Regions from separate parts of the Zea mays genome. Here region 2 is linked to region 1. A link is a contact called in public Hi-C data. All regions are on one chromosome and are shown on one strand. Each heading gives the region's core, a stretch centred on a gene start, on an enhancer-like site or on the middle of the called end of the contact. The rest is flanking DNA. Distances are from core to core; before and after follow the strand shown. Region 1 holds the start of LOC100283011. Region 2 holds the start of LOC100191327.

Evidence for each region. Hi-C and Micro-C count contacts between places; a contact is called where the count stands out from the background.
Region 2: a Hi-C map of ear shows a contact between it and region 1, with 2.9 times the contacts expected there. The contact joins the promoter of LOC100191327 here to the promoter of LOC100283011 in region 1. A contact is called at or near these places in 1 of 25 Hi-C or Micro-C datasets (ear) and 1 of 3 datasets of contacts at active chromatin or transcription factors (leaf).

The regions. Positions count from the first base shown.
Region 1 is chr8:77,672,295-77,679,364 of Zm-B73-REFERENCE-NAM-5.0, forward strand. LOC100283011 reads left to right here and starts at 2,800. Exons shown (of 4, transcript NM_001155913.2): 1 at 2,800-3,361; 2 at 3,463-3,583; 3 at 3,681-3,926; 4 at 4,016-4,698. The coding sequence starts at 3,020. The coding sequence ends at 4,647.
Region 2 is chr8:77,859,827-77,865,922 of Zm-B73-REFERENCE-NAM-5.0, forward strand. LOC100191327 reads right to left here and starts at 4,502. Exons shown (of 1, transcript NM_001136761.1): 1 at 3,312-4,502. The coding sequence starts at 4,376. The coding sequence ends at 3,582.

The sequences.
Region 1 (7,070 bases), core at 1,550-4,049:
GGTCTGGGGTCGAGCGAGGACGTGACTCCTCCCGAGGCTGAGGCTTAGGCCGAGGCCTGGGGTCGGGCGAGGCGGAGCTCCCTGTTGCGCCCGAGGCTGAACTCGGGGGATGTCGAGACCTGCTGTCGTCTGTCTTACCCTGGTGGTTGGCACAGTAGTCAGAATGGGGTGAATAGCGCTGTTTTCCTGTCAGAACGGTTAGTAAAGGGGCAAAGTGACTGCGGTCACTTCGACCTTGCGCGTGTCAGGATAAGGTGTGAGGCGATCCCCGCATTAAATGCGCATGCGATACGGTCGGTTGGTAAGGCGATTCGGCCGAGGTCGCTGTACGACAAAGTTCGCCCGAGTTTAGCCTTGGGTGAGACGGGGGTGCGTCTGCTGACTGAGGGGACCCTCGAGTGAGGCGTGAATCCGTCCGGGACTACTGTTCCCGCTCGAGGCCGGGCTCGGATGGGGTCGCGTCCCTTGGTAGATGAGGCCTCGACTTGAACCGCGCTTTATCAGTCGTGTATGGCTTGTTCTGAAGATGTTTTCCAGCCAGGTTAAGGAGCATTGGGGGTACCCCTAATTACCGTACACGACAAATAGTATCTATATTATGAACGTAATATCAATCAAAAAATTTATGAATTATTTAGTATGTATTATGTTCAATAACTGTTGCAATAGTAATAAAATTAGTTGTCGTTGTCACCAACCCGTGTTCTTCTGTCTTTGGTTTTCTTTTCGCTTCTATTCTTCACCACAGTTGTTTGTTTGATAGTTGCATCTTCAACAATGTTTTTTTTTTGCTTTGGCAGATTTGGTGAAGGAGAAATAACATGTCTGTGTGGTGATTGCCGCTGAGGAGGAGTTGGTTTCTCATCAAATCTGACATGCCGATTCTTCTTGAGGGCAGGCATGAAATCATCATCATTATCTATGTTTCCACTTACATCAGATTCTTTTTTTCCACGTCCTGCAAACCGCTTTGTATTACGCCTAACATAAAGTTGCTTCATTTGCTTTGGGGAATCAACATCTGGAGCAATCGACTGCCTCGAGTTGTTGGCATTATTCCCAGTGCGGGGGATCTCAACAGTACTTTTTGACTTGATTCGATTGTTATTTTCTTTGGGTCGGAAGGAGGATGGTCAACAGATTTCATTCTGAATCTAACTTCTGCACAATGCTAAATCTGCATAAATGATATATACAATATTTGAGATATATTGCACCTTTAAAACAACTATTAGGAAACAACCAACAAAAGTTATATATAAAAACCCGACAGTGTATGAATTGTATTGATACATTCATTAACTATTCCAAATGCATTGAATTGAATATAACTACATCCACATGTTAGCATATAATACGAGGGCATCAAAACTAATGTTCATCTCTGCAAATAATTATTGTCATAACTATGTACGTAATCAACATAAGAGCAAACATATTTGTCATAACTATATAAAAATTAAGAGATGAATGTTAATTAGCATAAGTGCAAACGTCATCCAACTGCCTACGTGTATAATACATTTATGCATTACTAATATGAGTCTATGTAAATTAATTAGTATCATAAATGTGAACGTAATCCGCATAAATACTGCAAGATTTTGCCAAAACAATCTAAATGTGTACCGTTATGTATGTTTGATTCCAATTAATTAAAAACAAAATATGCATAATAATGTCACACCGAAAATAATTTAGGGTTCCGCTATCAGTTATTTGGGGTTTAATATTATGAGTACCATACAAAATATTTTAACGGAATTTCAGATTGCAATCTATATCGTAGATAGATCGATTGCAACAATAACAAATGTAAAAACTCGTAACTGAGTACGCCTTCAAATCCGACGAGCAGACTAGGTCACTGAAAGATGCTATATGAAAATGGCGGATTGCACGAGTTCGTTTGCAACGTCAGTAAACATCTTTGAAAACCCCTAATGCGAATAAACTGTGAAATGGATCGGGTTTAGATACTATGAAAGTGGAAATATGCGAGCCACGACACCAGCCGGTTATTAACACTAGCGAACGAATATCGAGTATGTCGTCACCGAGTGAGTGGTTTTAGACCCGTGCCTAATGCTGATTTGATTTGAGGAGGTGCACATATGAAAATTGGTATGAAATTTTCAGGGACAAATTATAAAGTGGGTCTGTAGAGGTACATGCAGCAGCACGACGGGTTCGGTACCCGATGCAGTTGGATCACGTCTGTATTTATTTTTGGTTGTACCATCACTGCACGTCTGCACTTGCACTGTAGTAAATGCTAAGGGCATGTACAGTGGGTGTTTTAAGTTGTGTCTTACAGTGTTTAGGGGGGTGAATGTAAAAAAACTCAAGACACGTATCTTGACGAAGACACAGTGTCTTAGCTCTATGTTCGAGACAGGAGACTATCTGATTGGTCACTTTAATTTATTGAATACTCTGATTGGTACAATGAATATCGTAAAATACATGTTTTAGACATGACCACTGTATTCTGTTGTGTTTTAGTTGTATTTTTTACTTGGAGTACCGTGCAGCAGTATCTGGGTTGTACATGCCCTAACGCATACTCCGTCCGACCCATCCCATACTACACATTTTTTTAAATTATATATAGGGTTGAATTGAAAAAGAAAAAAAAAGCTAGTTAGAGGAGAAGCTATATTGGCCGTAACGTGAGACATACAGGACTGGGAGTCTGGAAGTAGGAGTGGACAGTGACGGGTGACGACTGTGCCTCTGAATGGATCCTATCCTACACAAGTCATGGGGGCCGCCGCCAGCTCACACACACTGCCGACGCTGCCGTGCCACTGCCATCCTCGAGCACAAGGGACCGACCAGACCCGATCCACAGCTCATCACACACACACACAGTGGCGAGCTCGTCAATTGCAGGCAAGACAGCAAGCGCATTTACACAGCACGCTGAAAGCCGGGACGCAGAGCAGCTTTTGCGCCTTGTCCCCTCCTGCTCGTCGCTTCCCTCACTCTCACAGCCACGCCACGCCACGAGAGAAGAATGCCGCCGACGCTGGGCCTGCTCCTCGCGGCGGCGGCGGCGGTCCTGCTGCTGCTGCTGCCGCCGCCACCATCGGCGGGGGCGCAGGAGACGTGCTGGTCGGGGCCGGCGCCGCGGCGCGGGGCGTGGATGTCCGTGGCCAGCTTCGGGGCGCGCGGGGACGGGCAGACGCTCAACACGGGCGCGTTCGCGCGCGCCGTGGCGCGCATCGCGCGTCGCCGGGGCGCGCGGGGCGGCACGCTGCTGTACGTGCCGCCCGGGGTGTGGCTCACGGGCCCCTTCAACCTCACCTCCCACATGACGCTCTTCCTCGCCCGCGGCGCCATCGTCCGCGCCACCCAGGTACCGGCTACCGTACGGGCAATTGCCCATCGCCCTTCGTGGTTCTTGGTCGCCGCCACTGCCAGCCATGCCTTGCTACCATCGAACTAATAAGTGAGCAGGACACGTCGAGCTGGCCGCTCATCGACCCGCTGCCGTCGTACGGGAGAGGGCGCGAGCTGCCTGGCGGGAGATACATGAGCTTGATCCACGGCCACGGTCTGCAGGACGTCTTCATCACAGGTTCTTTCTTACACTGCCAGCCAGACAGCCACCCACTGAGCCACTCCTCCATCGATCTGCTCAAAGCTCCGCATTCTGTTCTGGTCTGCGGCGTCAGGTGAGAACGGCACCATCGACGGCCAAGGCGGCGTGTGGTGGGACATGTGGAAGAAGCGCACGCTGCCCTTCACGAGGCCGCACCTGCTGGAGCTCATGTACTCCACCGACGTCGTCGTCTCCAACCTCGTCTTCCAGGACTCGCCGTTCTGGAACATCCACCCGGTTTACTGCAGCAACGTAGTGATAGCAAACCTGACTGTGTTGGCGCCGCACGACTCCCCCAACACCGACGGGATCGATCTAGGTAAGGTAAGGTAAATAAATACAATACCACCTGAGCTGAGCATTCCTTCCTGCTCTGCTGTGCTGACAAACAACATCTCCGCCCTGCAGATTCAAGCAGCAACGTGTGCGTCGAGGACTGCTACATCTCCGCCGGCGACGACCTGATCTCCATCAAGAGCGGGTGGGACGAGTACGGCGTGGCCTTCGGCCGCCCAAGCTCCGGCATCACGGTCCGGAGGATAACCGGGTCGGGCCCGTTCGCCGGCTTCGCGGTCGGGAGCGAGACCTCGGGCGGCGTGGAGGACGTCGTGGCCGAGCACCTGAGCTTCTCCGGCGTGGGCGTCGGGGTTCACGTGAAGACAAACTCGGGCAGGGGCGGCTTCATCCGGAACGTCACCGTCTCCCAGGTGACCCTGGACGGCGCCCGCTACGGCCTGAGGATCGCCGGCGACGTTGGGGGCCACCCCGGCGCGTCCTACAACGCGAGCCTGCTCCCCGTCATCGACGGCGTGGCGGTCAGGAACGTCTGGGGCCGGAACGTCCGGCAGGCCGGGCTCATACGGGGCATCAGGGACTCGGTCTTCAGTAACATTTGCCTCTCCAACGTGAAGCTCTATGGCATTGGCAGCGACTCCATCGGGCCGTGGAGATGCCGAGCCGTCAGTGGCAGCGCACTCGACGTGCAACCGTCGCCATGTGCGGAGCTGGCTAGTACGTCCGGGACAGGTTTCTGTACCTGAATCAGTTTTTCCGCCTCCTATAGCAGCAATAAAGACGTCAGCATTTCTCCATTTTGTTCATCACCTACAGGGCCCTTTGTTTCTTTGGCAAACTCTTCTGCGATTCAGCTGTCACTGTTGAATTCTGCTGTTGGCAGAGGATAATCTATTTTTACCAGCAGCCATTGCAAGAGAATTATTTTTACGTCCGTGAAATGGTGAGACCGATCAGCATTGCACATCCTGGTGTTGGTGTAACCAGATCCCCCACTGCCGTGTGGGCGCGGGACACTGCCGGCCCCACACGCAGTGACCGGCACTCACGGGTACCATGGACTTGTTTGGAAGCAAAGAGAATAAAAAAGATGAGTTGTATAGTGTTTAATGTTCCAGAAGAAGAGAAAGAGAAGCTTCTTGTAACACCCAAAGTCTTATTTTGGAAGACTAGTAAAATTCTCCCAATATTTTTAAGTTAAAATATATTTTTCATCATAATTATCTTACCTTTAAAACTATTCATTCTAAAACAATGTTTTCTAATTAAAAAGAAAGGTTAATAAAGGAAGGATTTCAGTAATAATTTGTTCCTTTGACAAATCATATATTTCTAGAGTTTTCTCTTAGGCCCCGTTTGTTTCGTTGGAATTGAATTTCATTTTAATAATTATAATTTAGACAAAACTAATTAAGTTTATATATTTATATGTGTAATATATTTGTATATTATCCTAAATCATATGAAGAGATAGTTATATACTACATTTATGTTATAGTGAAGCAAGTAGAAGAGTATGCTATAAGTTGTATATCAGAAAAATAATATGTAAATCTATAGAATCAATTTTCATCTCTCACCCCATGAATTTGAGATAGGCTTATATGATAACTTTGGAAAGTGGTGGAATGTCACATTCTAAAAAATAGTCTATTCTATTAGTAAAATTTCAATTCCTCAAAATGAAAGGAAACAAACAGGACCTTAAGGATTTTTATAAACTAGAACTATATTTCTCAAAATACATATTTTGTGTGTACATTTAAAAGCATACGCATAAATAAATGAGATGGGAAATAAATAATATAAAATTTTATTTTGCATGATGAAGTGTTATTATGATTGTGCATATGAATATGAATCATGAACCCATATTCAAATTTGAATTCAAAATAACTGAAATGGAATAGTGCAAATAAAAACAGAAAAAGAATAAAGAAAAAGAAATGAGAAGATTGCTCTCGGGCCCGAACCTCCCCTCGGCCCAACTCAAAGCATCTGCGCGACCCATTCCCCATCTCTTTCTCTCCCTCAACATGTCAGCCCAAGTCTCCTCTAGGGCGGCCCACGCACCGCATCACTGCCAGCGGGGATCGCATGCCAGCCACACACCTCCTTCACAGACTACCGCCTGATGCGATGACATATGGGGCTGCGTTGTCAGCTCGTCCTTCCACCTTGTAATAGAACCGCCCCCGTAGCTCGCACGCACTATAAATGGACTCCGCGTGGGGTGTGAAAGGATCACGATGCCCAAGAAGGGGGTGAATTGGGCTTTTCTAAAATTCAACAATAATTAAACCTTAAGCAAGAGCCCAACTTCACCCAACAACTAGTAATAAGGAAATACTACTAGAAATACAACAATGCTAAGACAATATTTCAAATACTTGCTAAACAAATACACAATGTAAAATGCTTGAATTAAGTGTGGAATGTAAAGCAAGGTTTAGAAGACTCCTCCAATTTTTCCCGAGGTATCGAAGAATCGGCACTCTCCCCTAGTCCTCGTTGGAGCACCCGCGCAAGGGTATCACTCCCCCTTGGTCCTCGCAAGAACCAATTGCTCACTATGAGATGATCCTTTGCCACTCTGGCACGGTGGATCCCTCACGACCGCTTACAATCTTGAGCCGGGTCACCAACAAGATCTCCAAGGTGATCACCGAGCTCCCAACGCCACCAAGCCGTCTAGGTGATGCCGATCACCAAGAGTAACAAGCCGAAGACTTTCACTTGACCAAGAGAAGCCTAATGCATGCGATGTGCTCTAGATGGCTCTCGCTAGCACTAATGAGGTCCAAATACGGGATTAAGATTTTCTAATCACCTCACTAAGCTATGTGTGTGGGGGACAGATATCCCCCGGGTCCACCGGAAGGGTAAAAGACCTCATGAGAGGCCCAAGAGCCCAATAAATCGTAAGGTCATTCCTTCATGGGTCTGGAGAGGGACAATCAGTAAAGCAGATTGATGTAAGGCCGGATTGGTGCAAGCCCGGACGGCCCCACAGCATTGAGCAAGCGACCACAACAGAAGATCCGACTTTCCCGCGCTGGAGCCCCATGCAACGGAACCAGGCGAGGATAGGTCGGCAGAATCATAGGAAGATAGACTCAAACAGTTCACTATCTTTTAGGTGCACATTGTTATCATATCCACGTGTATT
Region 2 (6,096 bases), core at 3,252-5,751, 190 kb after region 1:
CATCGCCTCCACGGACATCCCGTGGAGGTAGGCGACGATGGACGCCTGAAGGTTGAAGCAGGACACCACGGGTAGAGGCTGGGGGCCAAGCCCCTCCAACAGCTGCACAAAGAAAGGTGGGATCGGCAGAGCCAACCCGCTGGGGAGTTTGGAAACAAAGAACACAAACTCTTCGGCGGAAAGGTCGCCGAGAGGAGAGACCCCAACACAAGTCCTCCCGGCAAATACCGGCGCATTCCATCCAAGCAGGCGGTATACCATTTCGAGCACTCACTCAGTCTGGGCGCGCTCGGGATGAAGTCACAAGGCCATGGCAAACTACGGCAACGCAAAGCAGAAACCTTGAAGGCAAAGGGGCATAGAGAGCTCGAAGATGAAAGGGCGCCGCGAGTGGGAGAGAAGCAAGACATGGCTGCTATCTGAGGGGTGAACCCATTTTTAAAGGCAAATTTCCCCGCTCGTGCCCCGAAGCGTCACAGGCAAGGTCTCCCCCGATGCGCACCAGGGTCCCCATCCTATGACATGGGGGCCAGGCCTCACATGTCATACAAGCTGGCCCAAAGCACGAAGAAGGCAAATCGTCGCACAGGGAGCGTGCAACCGCCCTGCGGTTATACGCCCTTCCATCTTCGCCGCAACCAGCGGTCAAGGAGGCGAACCGCCGCATAAGGAGCATGCAACCGCCCCGCGGTTGCGCGCCCCCTCGGCTTCGCTGCAACCGGTGGTCCAACCTCTGGCATGGGACCCAGGCCCACATGTCATACACCCGGCGCGCCGGTTTCTGGGTGCAGAAAAGTCGCACCGCCACTCGCGCCAATACCGTGCCTCCTCGAGGCCGTCGCAGAAGACTGAGAAGATAAATTTTCAAAACCAATGCAGCGACTCGAGGCACCCCGCGCATGGCCCAACAAATACATTAAGTGCGGAGGTCACGGGCCAGTCAGCCGCGGGGGCAGGCGTGGCAGTCAGCGTGACCATGGGCGGGCCGGCAGTAACTGCATCAACGAGCGCGCAGGAGCAGCGAGCCAATCGCCAGTCAAACTTTGGCCTCACCTGCAGGCTCGCATGCTCCCCCGAGGCGGGCCCGGGGGCCACTGTCGGTACCCTGAATCAGGGGTACCCCATACTATGGTATGAAGGCGCGGTGCCCATACGGTGTTCCCTAGCCACACGGTGAACAGCGCTCGACCCCACCACGTGGACCGCTCAAGAGGCACCATGTGGCGAGGAAAGATGATACATCCCAGGATGTATCAGTTGAACCGGACCTCCGCGAGGGAGCACCGGACCCCTGTACGCACAACCCGGACCCCCGATTACGGCCCGGGACTCCCAAGTAAGCATGTCGGGTCCCTTGGATGGGGTCCAGATCCATCCAAGTAAGGTCCGGGCTGCAACGAGGTCCCGGGACAGGGGAAACTCTGGCGTGAGCAAGGGTCCGGTACTGCCACGCGTCCGGACCTTACCCTGCGTGCATGCGCTCCCCGCTCAGGCAAAGACCCGATGCGGCCACGTGGCTTGTAGACTGTGACATAAGCCAGCGGGCGGAGCCTGACGTAAGGCCTCTAGGTCACGCGGTCTCTGCATTTATTGCGGAAAGGACGCGCCGCCTGTCCACCCTGCTGACAGGCGATGTGCCCTCACAGCATTTAATGCGTCCTGTCCATTCCACTGGCAGGCGATGCCAGGGCCATCCTGCAGACGGCGCACCTGTCTAGTCCGTTGTCGAACAGTACGCCCGTGCTGCGCAGCGCACTGTGCTCATCATCCCTTGTACGAGAAGCTTCCCCTGCACGCCGATACTACGCAAATCTCGGATGTCAGGGCACAAGAAGATTGCTCCAGCAACAAACATTAGTAGCTCAAGTACTACCTCTGTTATGTTCCTGGGCCCACATGTCGGGGCTCAGCACTCTTGTACATGCCGCCCTTAGCTATAAAAGGGGAGGCATGCAACGTTACAAGGGGACGGCTCAAGCTCCCTTAGACCAAACTTAGACAGAGACTCTCAATTCTCAAGCTTCAACAGCAATCCAACACACAGTGGAGTAGGGCGTTACGCTCCAGCGGCCCGAACCACTCTAAATCCTCGCGTGTCCATGTGCTTGATGTTCACTTAGCAGTACAGGCAAAACGCTTAAGCCCCTTCCTCATCTTAGGATTTAGGGTGGGTGCACTCCGCCACCCGGCCGGAGAATTCTCTCTCCGACAACTACCTTACCCGAAAGGGGCAAGGGCGGTAGAGGAGTTGCGGTATAGGGAGGTTCTCGGGTCTATCATGCTACGATGGCTTTTCGGACGAGGGATTCCTATATCGCCCTTCTCAGAACCGTAGCGCGTTTTCTGAAGCTAGTGGAACTTTGTAAAGGCCTCGTAGTGCTACCCTGCTTCGTCTCCTCGGTAGAGATGTATGAGATTCATGATCCCGTGGCAAATAGGTAACACGACTTGTGGGTAAAGATGTGTAACCTCTGCAGTGTAAAACTGGTATATCAGTCATGCTCACGGTCATGAACGGCTCGAACATTCACATGATTAAATTATGGAATTAAACTTAATTTATCATATGCATTGCATCATGGGTGTTATTATTAATTTATTTACATGTGATCTCTTATTTATTTGGGTTGGTATCTCCTTATACTTAGTAATTGCTAATAAAATTTTGACCAACTTTAAAAGCAATGCTCAGCTTTAACCATTTCCTTTGATAAGCCTTACACTTCACATGAGCCCCACTGTGAGATCATGCATATTATTTCCACAACTTGTTGAGCGATGAACGTATGTGAGCTCACTGCTCACACTTGCTGTACTCACATCCCCTAGGTCAGGAACAGGTACCACAGGATAAGGAGCATTAAGGATGTCGCGATTCGTTCATGAGAGGTCTAGATCGTTGTCTCCCAGTCAACTATGGCTGTTGGATCGTCGTCTTCGTATAATGTAATTATATAGCTATTTTGTACATAACTCTTATTATATAGTAAAGATGTGACATTCGTTTCTGTATCATGAGTCCATATATGTAAAACTTGATCTTAGCACACATTTGATTCGTGCTCGGGTTTAGCCCAGCACGGGTTTAGCCCTTAAATCAGGATGTGACACTTCTGCTAAGCTATACTGAGAAACCTATACTGAGAAACGACCTCAATCCGACCTACGGATTGAGGGGGCTAGAATCTCTTACTATTTAATTTTAATATTCAATTTTAAATAGTAAGGGATTCTAACCCTAAATTTGTTCAGTTAGAGATAGATTAAGAAAGATTAGGGTAGATTAAACCCATTCTAGTCAAATTTGAATATAAAGAAATTTAATCCTTCCAACCCTCTTCAATCCATCTCTTAATTCTCTCATTCCTTTTCCTTCCAAAGGAGCCGCAAGGGACTCGGACATAGGAAATGGAATGCGATAAGCTCCAGCAGCTAATGGGCCCTACAATCCGGGGCTTCGGGCCTCCATTGAGCCCAAGCAACGGCCCAAAAGGGTGGCGCTGAAACAATTTATTTATCTACCCTTTTCCCCTCATTTTACGGCACGGGAAATGATGGGTGGCGCCTGGCGCGGGCGATGATCACCGGAGCTCGGTGGGCAGCGCCCGTCTCCTGGCGGCCTCCTCCCAGTTGAGCGGCACGCGGCCCTCGCGGTCGCGGCTGAGCCACTCCTGCGCGCCGCCGCGGAGCTTCTCCAGCCGCAGCGCGTCGCTCTGGTGCATGGCGAACACCTTCAGCACGTTGAGCAGCGCTGCCGCCAGCCACAGCACGCTCCCGACCAGGCACAGCCACGCCGGCTCGCCGCCGCTGCGGGGGCGGTTCAGCGCCGCGGCGACCAGGAACAGAAGGCTCCCCAGCAGCTGAGGCACCTGCACGCCCGACTGCAGCAGCTGCGCGCGGCCGTCGGCGCGCTCGTACACCTGGCAGGAGTTGAGCACGGAGCCCAGCACCCACAGCAGCGCCGCGACGAGCAGCATGGTCGCCGCGTGCCGCTGCTGGGACTGGGAGTGGGAGTGGGGGGAGGCCAGCAGCGCCAGGCCGGCGGCGGCGAGCGCGCACCCGGCTGCGTGCACGGCCGGCACGAGGAACTCCACGAGCCCGAGCTGGGCATCGTACCTCGCCAGTCCCACGCGGCAGTCGACGCCAGCCAGGTGCGCGGCGAGGTCGTGTGCGTTGACGGCCGCCACGGCCGCCAGCGCCACGGCGCCTACGGCGAGCCCCAGCCTGGCCGCGGACACGGACATGGACAGCGCCGCCGCCAGGACCAGGAGCAGCGCCGCGAACACGTATGTCCCCGCGTTGATGTACTCCCACCGCCTCGCCGCCAGCGCCGGCCCGTACAGCCGCGCCTCCCTGGCCGTCGCCAGCTTCACCATGGCAGGCCGCCGGACCCCGGATCGATCGATCGCGCGGTGGGCAAAGGCGCTTCTTTTCCCTTTCTTTCTCTCTCTGGCGCTCCGGAACCGGAACGAAGCTAGGAAGCAGTTTCGCGATCGGTGTGTAAGTGTGTTAATGCGGCGCGGCTTGGAGTTGGAGGGAGGCGGCCAGGTGGTGCAGGTGCTCTCGCGTACGTGGCACCGTGCCGTGAGGTCTGCGCCCTGACGACATGCAACAAGCTTGGCACTTTGTGTTGCCAGACGAGCATGTTTGAAGGCACACGCGGACGTGGGCAGTTACATCTGGCAAGCATGCCGTTTGTGCGTCCTTGGCTCGTTGCTAACAAACGGATCAGCATTTGAGGAAGAAAAAAATGGTATCAAGGCCAACAAAAATCATCATTCAAAGCACTACTTATTACTTGCTAAAAAACGTTCTCTATATATTTTCGCTTGAATTAAAGTCAGATGTTCATACTGTTGCAGATATAATCTATAGAGATTTTCTAAATTAATAATTTAGTTAGTTAACATAAAAACTTTTCTCCAGCAGTTCTCTCAATAAATTTTTTAACTTTAACAACTTCTTATCTAAACACATTTACTCTCTACATTTAACAACTTCCTAAACAAAAATGTTGACTGCATTATGTAGGTAATGAAGTTAATTGTTGAAATTTGTGACTTATTCTTTTTTTATTTGGATAGATACAAAACAAAACTACAACATATATTTAAAGAATTATAGAAGAATTCACATTATTTACTCCTAAAGTTATTTAGCAACTTCTTAAATCTATGATTAGAGAGCTAAAATTTACATAACTATTGAACTTGCTAGAAGAGCAACTCTAAGAGCCTCTTTATATTTTTCGTAATCTATATAAATAGACTTTTGTAAAAAAAATACACTCAAACAACTTATCTAAATGGTTATCTATTTCGTGTTTCTCGCTAGCTAAATATAGAAAACGTGAATCTTTCTAAGATATAGAAAGGCTGTTAAAAATTGAAAAGATATAGAAAATGATTTTTATATAAATGACTCTAAATAATAATTTAGAGAGTAAAATTTAAAAAAATAACACACTTGGAGATGCTATCTGTAGTCATCCGCAGACTCTATCTGTAGCTATTGGACGTTTTTTCCCACCCAAGCTTCTATTTCTATCAAACCGTGAAGATATAAAGAGGCTCTAAATTGTTTTAGCTTTTTAATTTACATAGAGTTTATTATGCATCTAGACGTATATTATGTCAAGGTATATAATATTATGTCTAGACGTATACTACCTCGGCTCATAAATACATGACACAATTTATTTATTTTTTTAAACTTTGACTACTCGTATTATTTAAAATACTTATTTAAATATATAAAATATTAAGTCAAACGCAAACTACATGATAAAACATATAATAAATAAATAAATTATAAATTATTATTTTTTAATAAAACTATTGATTAAATTTTTTTTAAAGTCAACAGTGTCATATATTTATGAATGGAGGGGAGTATTTTTCTATTTAGAAACTGCTGACCTGACAAACCGGTGGCAAAGGCGCTCTACAGTTAGCTACTGAGAACGCATAGGTGCACCGTGAACTGATGCCCACGTTCCATTCATGTCTGTGGGTGCCCATCGATCCCTACTCATGAAATCAGTAGGTTAGTGAACCATGTGCCCACTATTACTCCAACGCTGTAGCCTGCAACTCA